Regions from separate parts of the Mus musculus genome. Here region 2 is linked to region 1. The links are chromatin contacts, called in public HiChIP or PLAC-seq maps. All regions are on one chromosome and are shown on one strand. The core of a region is the stretch at or near the end of the contact, and the rest is flanking DNA. Distances in the headings are between cores, read along the strand shown. Region 1 holds the start of Dse (dermatan sulfate epimerase). Region 2 overlaps Gm26564 (a long non-coding RNA gene).

Region 1 (5,641 bases), core at 904-3,403:
TTCATCCCAGAATGCATTTGTCTAAAAATTGTCTCAGAGACTGAAATAATTTTCTATACTAAGACAGTACTAAGGTTCTGTGAAGGATGGCCCTAGGTCCCGCCACAACAGCACTGCAACCTCCTGCCCCCAGACACACACACCACTTATCTCATTGAAATGGACCACTTCAGCTGATTTGTGAACTACTGCTAAGTACTAGTGCAGACACATGCACAAGAACTACTCACTAAGATGTGACTGATTTAACTGGGAGAATCCACCGACTTCTTATCATGGTCTTTTTCTGGGCTAAAACCCCACCATGCAGATTGTATCCTGCTGTCAATTTCCCTCCTTGTCAAGGAACTTTAAAAAAAAGTCTCTTTTACTGAATGATTTCACTGTCTCTTTTTAATCTGGATATTAAAATGTACTTTGTAGACCAGTGTTTTCGTATAATTATTGAAACTAAGACTGATATCATGTTCTGATAATGACTAAAGGACTCTGCCGACATTCAAGTCCTCCATATTGCTTAGTCTCATATTCCTCTTTCTACAGCCAAAGACACTCCAAGAAAGCAGGGGCTGTATCTCGTGTACCCACTCCCTGTCCTAGTAACCCACACTCATGCTTTTGGTTAAGCCCTCAAGGAGTGTCACTATAGTAAACACATGTTAAATCCAAAATTTTCTCCCTTTTCAGTAGAATAGAATTTACTACCCCCCCCCCAAAAAGACCACATTTGTACAGGATTAAAGGAAAATAGTAATGTGTGAACAAATAATAGGGTAATCCTGTTTTATTTTTCCCATGCACGTTACATTTTGTAGTTCTCTCTAGTAGTATAGTCCAAAATCTTCTACAAAATTTTGGTTTCATAAGGGGTAGAGATGGCTCAGTGGTCAAGAACTGGTACTGCTCTTGTCCAGGACCAGAGTTCATTTCCCAGCACCCACATTAGGATGCTCAGAGTGTAGCTACCATACTAACACATCTAATGTTCTTCTGACCTCTGCAGGCACCTGTCTATAGTCCTGTGCATATACTCCCAGACAGACACATAATTTTGAAGTGACACTAATGAATCTTTTTTTTAACTTCACTAGTACTATCATTTATTAAGAAGATGTAAAAGCTGAAAAGACAATTAGTAAAAGTGAAAATTCTGTAATGTGAAAGAATATGAAAATATTTCTAGAAGATTCTACCTTCCTTAAGATATTGTTGATTAAGCAGCAATAAACACCAAATGTTTTCAAGAATCCACTAGAAAATCTCTAGAAACCAACGTGTCAGTTCCTGACCTAAAGAATTCCAGGTGAAAGAGGCCGGCCTCTTGCATTGGAAGCAAAGGATTAGGTTATGAATGCCAGCTGGCCTAAACGGAGGCTGTTGCCTCAAAGGAGAGATGAGAAAGTTCTCAGTTCACAAAGTTAGCTCAGATCCAGCCTCGACAGATTCTGAGCCCATGTGGCATCGCTTACAGTGCTCCCCAGCCCGAGTCAAGCCCGCCTGCCGGGCCCCCGATTGGCCCAGGCGGCCTCGGGTTGAGGTTGCCCAATCACTCTGGGGTGTTGGAGTGCAGGGGCGCTGGAATCCTGTGGCTGGGGGTGACTCAGAAGCAGCTTTCTGGGCGTTGGCGGTCCGGAGGTCGCACAGGCACAACCAGCATGGGAGCACACGACCACTACCATCCCTAGATAACTGGTGTAGCATAGGAAGGGAACGCAAGGGTGTGCTATCTCCAAACCTCTGGAAACTCGGGAGCACGTCCAGTCCCCGCCATTCGCTCCTGATCTCGGTGCTGCTGTCTGAGCTGGGTACCCGGGTAGGAGATCACGGAGCCAGCAGAGCTGGCCCGAGATGCTCAGTCCACAGGGAAATCGACGCGCAGCGGGGGACGTGGCTCAAGCTGGTCCGTAGGGACCGGTCCAGTGTAGACCCATGGAGCCACAGGAGGGTAGCTTCCTGGAGCGTGGCCCAGAGCAGCGCCCAACCCAGCCCATCACTCACCGCTCCGTCCTCCCGGGCGTCCTCTCTCTGCGTCCCCGTGGGGCGCCGGGACTCCGGACCCCTGGAGTCGGGCCCTCAGCTTGCGCGCCGAGCCATCCGAGCTCAGGGCGCTGCGCCCGGGGTGCGCCGCTGCAGCCTCTAGCCGCCGTGCGGACTGGGCGGAGACCGTCGGCGGAGAGAGGGGGGTGGGCCGCGGCAGGGCTCTGCCTGGGGCGGAGGAAGCCGCAACGTCAGCAGAGCCCGGGAGGCGAGGATGGGGAGGGGGAGAGCGGGACCCCCGCCCAGCCCAATCCGGACCTCCGCACGGGCTCTCCTCCGGCGCCCCAGATCACGGCTCCACGCGAGGCTCTGCCTTCCGGTCGCTGCGGCCCGGACCCCACAAGACACCACAGGACCCCACAGAACCCCAAGCACCCTGCCCTGCCCTGCCCCGCCCCGCCCCGCCGCTTTGGTTCCTACAGCTCTGATTTCTCCTGACCCAAGAGCTTCAAGTTCCACTCTGGAATCTCACCCAAAGGAAAGATAATTTCTGGAGGCCGGGGGAGGAGGGGCCGATTCGTTTTTTAAAGCGCTGGAAGAGGAAAGCCGAGAATTTAAAGAATCCCACTACCAAAGCTAGCGGCCAACCCCCTCTCCAGGCTCCAAAATAGTTACACTCCCGACGCCTCCCTCCCTTCCCCCCTTTCCTGAATCAGTTTTACTCTCAAAGAGAAAGGGGAAAATCCACCTAATCCGAAGCAGTTGTCGCCTAGAATGGAGTTGCAAAATACAGGGAATCCTACCGCAAGGAACCCTGTAAGCTGAACTGATTTTAATCAGCAAAGATAAAGGATTGGGGGAAGATCCTTTAGAGTTTGCAGTTCACAAAGGAAACTTTATCTTATTTCGTGTGTGTGTGTGTGTGTGTGTGTGTGTGTGTGTGTGTGTGTGTGTGTGTGTGTTTGTGTGTGTACGCGCGCGCGTGAGAGAGATATGCACCCAACTTTTGTTTATTCTTTCAATGAAATGTAGCCATCCAATACAAACTCTAACCGGTCCAGGGTTGGATCTCCTTCCTCAGAGTTAAAGAGAATTAACCTACTAGATTCTATGAAAAGGCAGCTTTTCGAGAGACACTTACCCGTTCGTAAGAATGGGCGGTTTTACTCAACCCTGTTTGCTAACAATTGCTCGGAGTTCTGACAGACTATGGAGACCCAAGGGCGCTTCCAGGCAACCACACTATTAGGAAAAGTTACAGATTTTGCAATCAAAAGTGGCTCCTCACCACGGATTAAAAAAAAAAAAAAGAAAAAAAAGAAAAGAAATACTACTGTTAGGCTTTTAAATGCTAACTCAGATAAATCACTAATTTGCGTTAACTTCCTGATATTTGGACAGGCCTGTGGTGAGAAAGTTCTAACCAGAGTAGTACTGTGAAGCAGTATTCAAATCCTTACTTTTCAGTTTACTGAAAGCTAAGCCACCTTCAGAGGCTGTGTCTCATCTATAGCATATAATTACTATAATACTCCATGCAACAAAAGATACAAATGGCTAATATTTATTAAAAGTTTACTGTATGCCAGGCCCTGTGTTGAGGTATTTATTTTAGTAGAATGAATTGTATCAGTGCCTAGCTGTAGTGTATAATTCTGAGTTAATTTCCACTTGTCTTCTCAAATCAGAAAATGACTTGAGAGAAAGCAAGATGTTTACCTACTGAACTTCCCAATGAGTAGTCTTGTAGTCATGGCCTCTCCCAGCTAATATCTTAGAATCATAAAAGAGTGTTCATACAGTCTTTGGAATGGAACCCTACACCTGACTGATGAATCAGGTGGTTGATCATAATGTGCAGACAAGACTGAAGGTCTTTTTTTTAAAGGTAGTAGTACCCACATTTACCTATTGATTGATGTCACTGCTCTGGAAATCTAGCTATAGCTGACACTGACTTGCAAAGATCCCCATGATATGATACCTCTCAACAGATTTACACATCTGCTTTCTGGACTCTATAGGCCTTTTTTTTTTTAAAGATTTATGTGTATTTTTAATTACATGCACATGGCTATCTTTCCACAGAGACCAGAAGGGGGACATTAAATCACATAGAATTAGATGGAGAGTGGTTGTGAGCTGCCCAACCAACATTGGTGCTAGGAGCCAAACTTGGGCCTTATCCAAAAGTGGTATGCCTTTTTGGCCACACTCTCCAGCCCCAACATGCCTATTCTTGACTCTGCAGGAGAATGCTTCAGTTTGTCTGAGTACATATCCATCTCTATTATCTTTTTCCTTGCCCAGTGTCCTTCTTAAAATCCCTAGAACTGCATCCAAAGTTTCATTTAAAAGTCACAGTGGAAAGCTGTGTACCTGCTTTGTTCAGAAGTATATCCTTGGAGCATTTTCTGTTGTTTGTTGTTTCCATAGCAAATGTTTATCAGAGGCCTTCTTCAACCTACATTCACTACAATTTGTGTCCAACACTCCATCTTATTCTATTGAGTTCTGTTGTGTTAAATTTGGCTTAGTCTTTAAGCTTGTTGCATGTTCTGTATTACTAACATAATGGTTAATTCCACCACCCAATTGAACGGAAGATCTGTGTCCTTCATCATCATGTAAGTTGCTAATCTTCTGCTTCCAGCTGACACTGAATTTGGATGCTCTTGCTGAGGATTTTTTTTGGGGGGGGGGTCCTGCCCCCTCCTGTCCCACTCCTTCCCAAAGCAGAAGGTTTAAAATTTATTTATTTTATGTATGTGAGTACAATGTCACTCGCTTAAGACACACCAGAAGAGAAGATCAGATCTCATTCTAGATGGTTGTGAGCCACCATGTGGTTGCCTGGAATTGAACTCAGGACCTCTGGAAGAGCAGTCAGTGCTCTTAACTGCTGAGCCATCTCTCCAGCCCCTTGCTGGGGATTTTTGTCAGGGAGGACCCACATTATCTGTGCATGTTTACTTCTCTTGTCAAAAGACACCAAGCATGGGACATTGGCATGGCTTCCTGATAGTTAGAAAAGGACCCTCCCAGTTGAGAGAGTCTCAGAAAGTAATCCAGTCCTCTCCCATGCAGCTTCAAATTCATCATATAGTTCCTCCATCAGAAGTCCACTCTGCTGATGTAGCAACATTGACAAAAAAGGAAGTGACTACTTAGTGAATTCTTGTTAATTCTACTAAATTGTTTCTTCCTTTTTTTAAGTGACCAGATGTGACTTTGGTAACAGATGTATTCATCTTTCACTACTTCTGTGAGGTTTCTGGTCTTGGGTTTAGAAACAAGCTTTTATTTACTTATTTTTGTTAATTTCACCTATACATGTCCATCTTTAGCCTTTCTGCATTCACTGCCCTTTTTGCTGGCTCAAACTAAATGTCCTTAGCATAAACTACTTGCTGAAGTGTAAATGCTTCCACAAGCCTTAGAGAAATAGGTAAGATTCTTACAAGCTCTTTATTGCTCTCTGTTTGCAGTTAACTCAGGTCAGTGTGTGTGTGTGTGTGTGTGTGTGTGTGTGTGTTTAATCCATTCACTGTAGACAAGATACGAAAAGAGAATAGTTCTTCTCTTGATATCCATTTATATCAAGCAAAGGCACTCCTTTCTTGCTAGTGTTTGAACAAAATAATTTAAGATATATTCTTTCATT
Region 2 (5,641 bases), core at 816-3,315, 61 kb after region 1:
TAATAGCTGAAGACAGTTCAGCCAAAGTCCTAAAGATGTCCACATTATTCTTCTAGACCTTTATCAGAATGGCTAATTGTTTGTGTTATAAGCAACCATAAGGTTAAAACACATATAATCTGACCAAGTTCAAATTTGTTCCCATGACCTCCTAGTTTACAAATCCCCAATTAATTAAGAGGAAAATTTGAGGATTAGGAGTTAGGATTTAGCTCAGTGGGAGAATTCTTGGGCAAAGGGGCTTGGGGTGGGGGTGGAGTGAGAAAGACAAATAGGAAAGAAAACAGGAAAGAAAAATCAAAGCAATGCCAAGATTCTTAAACAAACAAACAAAACAAAACAAAACAGAGGACACCGCAAACAAGCAAGCTCGATGAGTTTTCTGTGATTCAGGAAATATTAGCATCATAATTAGGATGGTTCCTAGATCCCTTGTTACGTTATGGTAGATGCAATAACTGACTGTAATAACATGCATGATCATGAGCTAAAAGCAACAAATAAATCTTTGATTATGTATAAACCAGGAAATGATGTTTCCAGGAAAAGATAGCCCATCAAAGATAGATTTTTTTCCATGAAAAAATGTAAACAAAGGATCTATATCAGATCCTGTTTATGATTCTGTTTACGGGTGAGTTTCTCTATCTCATCTTGAAGGGATATTCAAAACATTTAGAGCTGCTAATATTTCTAATCAATAACATCATAACAAAGTTCAACTTAAATTTACCCAATTTTCTGTAAACCCAGTTAGAGTATACTATCATGGCCTATGTCTGTTTGTTTTCACTTCCCTGAAACTAGGTTGTAAAAGTCCTGGGTTGTGTATTAGGTTGTTATTGCTTCCCAGGTCTGTAGGATAGAAGTTATGAATCAAGGAGCTGGCAAGCCCATCCTTTCTAATGCCTCCAGGAATGATCCCTCAACTACTCCACATTCTGGGAAGGCAAGGCTTCCCTGACCTCAGGCAGTGTAACTCAGAAATCTGCCTCCATATTCACATGGTTCTTATAGAGACATAGATCATATAAATTATTATCTACTAGGGACTTCCCAAGTTTCAGTGTCATGTCATCTTAACTAGTTATATCTTTAACAACTCCACCTCCAAACACCTAAGGCACTAAATTTTAGTACTTCAAAAAATCTTTTTAAAAGAAAGATAGAAAAAAACTTGTGATTGAATCTAGAACCATCCACAATACCTGCTTGATTTACATTATTCTTCTTTGAAAAGAGGTTAGTACCTTGTAAAGTTTGTGTGTTTGTTTGTGTGTGTGTGTGTGTGTGTGTGTGTGTGTGTGTGTGTGTAGATGCCGGTATGTGTGCAGTTGTGTGTATGTGTGAAGGGTAAAAATTGACAGAATATCTTGTATTGCTCTTTACCTTATTATTTAAGACAAAATCTCTTACCAAACTTGGAACTTACCAACTAGTTACACTGGTTGACCAACTAAGATTTCTTTTTAGATAAAACACAAAGGTGCTTATATAGAGTTTTAGTTTTTAGTGTTATTAATAAATTAGGAATAATACCTTTTCTATAGGTGTTTAAAGTTTAGCTAGAGTGGGAATCTTGATCTCTGTTAATTTTACTCCAGCTTATCTTCTACTGAAAATAATTCTTACCCAACCCACATCCCTCCTTGCTTAATTAGGCCCAGTGTTTCTGCAGACATTTTACTGATGACAAGGCATACTGTGATGATACAATCATTTCTGAATGTGAAAGAACCTTGTTTGGAAACCCAGAAACATACTTTGATTCTCCTTCCTTATTTTCTGTATTCTAGCCACTGTTGTGTGCCCTACCCTTGTGGTGTTCCCATTCTTATACGTGATACAGAACTTAATCTATGTGACTATATGAGGATATAATTTAGATATAATCATATCAAATGATTATCATATTATAATCAATGAAAGTATGAAGCCAGGCAATAGATTGGGAAGTGAAGGGATGGAGAAGACACGTTAAAGGGTGTGTTGAGGAGACTGTGAACATGTGAGTTCTGAGGGAAGAACACTGCATGCAGAGGAGATGCTTGTACATAGGTCTGAGGCACCAACACAGATGGTCAGAGCACGTGCTGCCCTGCAACATCTTACTTTCAGTTTCTTGTGGAGACAGTGCAATATGATCTCTGCTGTTTTTATAGCTACATCTTATTCTGATATTCATGTTCGGTGTTATATTTACGAGTCTTCCACTGATAAGACATACAGGTTACTGCTAACCCTTTGTTGTTGCATGCAACAAGTAAAAGACAACGGAGACTCAGCACAGCCTGGTGAAGTCAAGCAATCAGAATCAGAAACAACTCATTTTCTTTTTTCCTTGAATCTTGACCACCTCTGTCTCATTGACTATTGAAACCCTAGAGACAAAGTAGAAAATAGCAAGGTCAAAGTGGTGTTTTGCAATAACCATAAATTCTAACTTAATGTTTCAGGGCCTAGACAAAATGAAATAAAAAGAAAGCAAACAAAACTATTTCACTTCACAGAAATTCCTAACAAATAGCTGAGAATTCACCAATGTCTTTTCCTAATACCTTTTAGTTGTGTTTGTTCTTGAAAAACAACTTGTATGCATATAGCAGTTCTTCAATTTTCAGTGGGAATCTGTATTTTCTTTCCCTCTGATTTCATATACATGACATTTACTATAGAGTAAAGGTTACATAGTCTTGCCTTTGGTAAAACATCCCCTGAGATATGGCACCAAAGCAAGAAGGGACATAGGTTAGGTAGAAAAGTATTTTCAATAAAAGATAAGCTGAAATAAAACTAACAAGCAGAGATCAAGATTTCCACTCAAATTAAACTATCCTTCCAATTTTACTGTTAGTTTATTAACATGTTGCTATACATTTGATTTAATGGTGTCAGCATGCATTGTTTTCTAGTTCATGTCCACATACAATGTACAGGTGAATGTATATTTTTTTTCAGAGTAAGTTTTTATTAACTAACATCGTCAGCATCTTTTCTAAGAAAGTCTTGAAGCATAGAAACCCACCCCTGAAGATACAGAACAGGCAGGTAAGAGAAAAAGTTATCTTTTCTTCGGTTCACTTTGTGTCAAGTGCTAGAACAAGACCATCATACACAAACATTCGTTAGAATCAGTGAATGACTGAGATGGTTACAGATTCTGCAACTGCATTTACTTAGCAAACTTGGATTGACAGTCCACTGGTCAGTCAGCATGTTGGGGAGAGGAGGACAAAGCGTGGAGATGATGACTTTAGCCCCCATTGTGTAGCAGAAACGATGGAGCCATTAGCAAAGCAATAGAAGACCTGTAACATTTTGCTTTGTGCTATGGATTAGTCTGAACAGCTGTCCACATCCAATGCCATAAACTGGGCAACTTAAAAATAGAATGTATTTTTTTTATAGTTCTGGGGAATTGGAAGCCCAATCAAGATGTCAGTAGTTTTGTTTCTACTGAATTTTCTTTCTTGCACATGGTCACTGTTAGGCTGAAGGTTTGGGGACAAAGACAAGATGATCTGGGTCAAGAGGTTCTCCACCCTTCTCTACTGGCTAGAAGCCCACAATTGCAAAAGCCCATGCAGAACACTGGACAAAGCCAGTTACTACTTCCAGATTTTAAAGTGACCATTGGACCTAAGACCTACCTACAGAACCCTAAACTCACCAAGTTAGGCTATAACCCCAAAACCTCATCACCACATCACAATACCCTTTAATAAGGCCCTAACCCAACCCAGCCTTGTGACTTCAGTGACCCTTCACTTCCTGTGAAGTCTGTGAACCTGCTTGAAAGCTGCCCCAATAAATCTGCCTTTTTACTACAAATTAGACTCAGTTTGATTTATTATGTCAGTGGAGAAACCATTCAGTCACCTTTTTACCATTTTCATATGTGGCAAAGAGAGTGCTAGTTTAGGGCATTAACTTCATCATGAGACCAGGACCTAATTAACCTAACTCTACTTCATTCCATAGATCTCACCCTTAAATATTGTCACAATGAAGATGATGATATCAGCATATGAATTTTGAGTGATAACAATACAATCAATCACAAGAGGAAAGAATTGAATGCTCACAATCATAGGGAATGTTACAGAAGAGGTGAGATGAGCTTGGTCTCAGAGTAAGCATGGGGGTGACTAGTGAAGAAATAAAGAGGACTTGGTATGTAGAACTTGGTATGTAGAGAGTACAACACAAAAACAATCACATAAGAAAAGATGACCATTGAAACTTATAAAAAGTAAAAAGTGTCAGAGTATAGAAACTCCCATGATGTTGATAACCTTAAAAATATTCTCTCTCTCTCTCTCTCTCTCTCTCTCTCTCTCTCTCTCTCTCTCTCTCTCTTGTTATAGAGCAAATGAACATTTAATTTGATATAATATGAAAGGAAACTTTTGTCCTTTGTGGTATCTTTGTATAGATGAACATCACTATTTTGACAGGCTTACATAACTTATAAAACAGATATTCCTGTATGGTTTATTTACAAATGATTACAGTGAAGGCCAAATTGTCAGGGTTTATGGAGATAGTCATCTAGGAAGCTAGACTGTGGGGAGGGTCAGGGTCACTCTAGACTCTACTTGTTACCCAGGACACTTTCATGTATTTTTATTGGAAGTAGATTTTCTTTACATACCACATATTCTGATTACTGTTCCCCTCCCCAGCTCCTCCCAGATATCCCCACCAACCCAAGTTATACCCTTTCTTTCTCCCTCTTATTAGAAAACTAACAGTTGTCTAAAAAGAAAAAAGAAAAAGAAAAAAGAGAAAGAAAAAAGAAAAGAAAACCAAACTTGAATAGAACAAAACAAGCAAAACCTAACTGAAACAACAAAAAACCAGCACAGAAACCATTTATAGACACAGACACACACATTTGCTCACAGAGAGCTCCCATAAAGACACAACATTGAAAAACAAAATATACTAGGAAGAGACCTGTAGGGTGAAAACAGAAAGAGAGAGAGAAATAGAGAGAGAGAAAGAGAGAGAGAGAGAGAGGAAGAAGAAGAAGAAGAAGAAGAAGAAGACGAAGAAGAAGAAGAAGAAGAAGAAGAAGAAGAAGAAGAAGAAGAAGAAGAAGAAGAAGAAGAAGAAGAAGAGAGAGAGAGAGAGAAGAAGAAGAAGAAAGAGAGAGAGAAGGAAGAAGAAGAAGAAAGAGAGAGAGAGAAGAAGAAGAAAGAGAGAGAGAGAAAGAGAGAGAGAGAGAGAGAGAGAGAGAGAGAGAGAGAGAGAGAGAGAGAGAGAAACAAAGGATTACCCAAACAAAATACCTCCAGACTCACCATTGAATTCATTTGTGTTGGCCACTGCTACTGGGTATGAGGCCTGCCTGTCCTTAAGTGGTTTGAATAGCCAGTGAGACTCCAGTGAAGACAAACAAGTTTTTCCTCTGCAAGTGGTTATCGATTAGAGATAACCTCTGGGTGAAGGATGGGGTTATGTGACGACACAGGAACACACCAAGTGTGAGATACCATGAGTGGGGTTTGTTCTCCCTACTTACTAGACAGTAAGTTACACAGTCTGGATTCATAGGAGAAAAGTCAAGGCTTCCAGAAAGGTCTAGTCATGTCCAAGGGGAGGACAAGACTTTCCAGGTGAATCGTCAGGCATATCT

Evidence for each region. HiChIP or PLAC-seq counts read pairs in DNA pulled down with a chosen protein or histone mark.
Region 2: a contact with region 1 is called in an H3K4me3 HiChIP or PLAC-seq map of bone marrow-derived macrophages, with 2.4 times the contacts expected there. The contact joins the enhancer-like site here to the promoter of Dse in region 1. A contact is called at or near these places in 5 of 39 promoter capture datasets (frontonasal cranial neural crest, hippocampal neurons, liver and 2 more), 1 of 15 datasets of contacts at CTCF or cohesin (the NIH/3T3 cell line), 36 of 484 Hi-C or Micro-C datasets (the C2C12 cell line, CD8 T cells, LSK cells and 24 more), 19 of 115 datasets of contacts at active chromatin or transcription factors (the NIH/3T3 cell line, astrocytes, bone marrow-derived dendritic cells and 8 more) and 3 of 9 other capture datasets (adipose tissue, embryonic stem cells and liver).

What each region holds. Positions count from the first base shown.
Region 1 is chr10:34,205,082-34,210,722 of GRCm38.p6, forward strand. It overlaps Dse (dermatan sulfate epimerase), which reads right to left and starts at 2,154. Exons shown (of 6, transcript NM_172508.3): 1 at 1,999-2,154.
Region 2 is chr10:34,265,801-34,271,441 of GRCm38.p6, forward strand. The region is part of intron 1 of Gm26564 (a long non-coding RNA gene); the gene reads right to left. Among named protein-coding and RNA genes, the nearest start is that of Tspyl1, 14 kb to the right of the region's middle. Within about 2 kb of position 2,066, at least 10 of the 459 cell types and tissues checked have an H3K27ac peak or open chromatin away from gene starts, as enhancers often do. A contact at or near this core is called in adipose tissue, bone marrow-derived macrophages, peritoneal macrophages and 1 more, where this site is marked.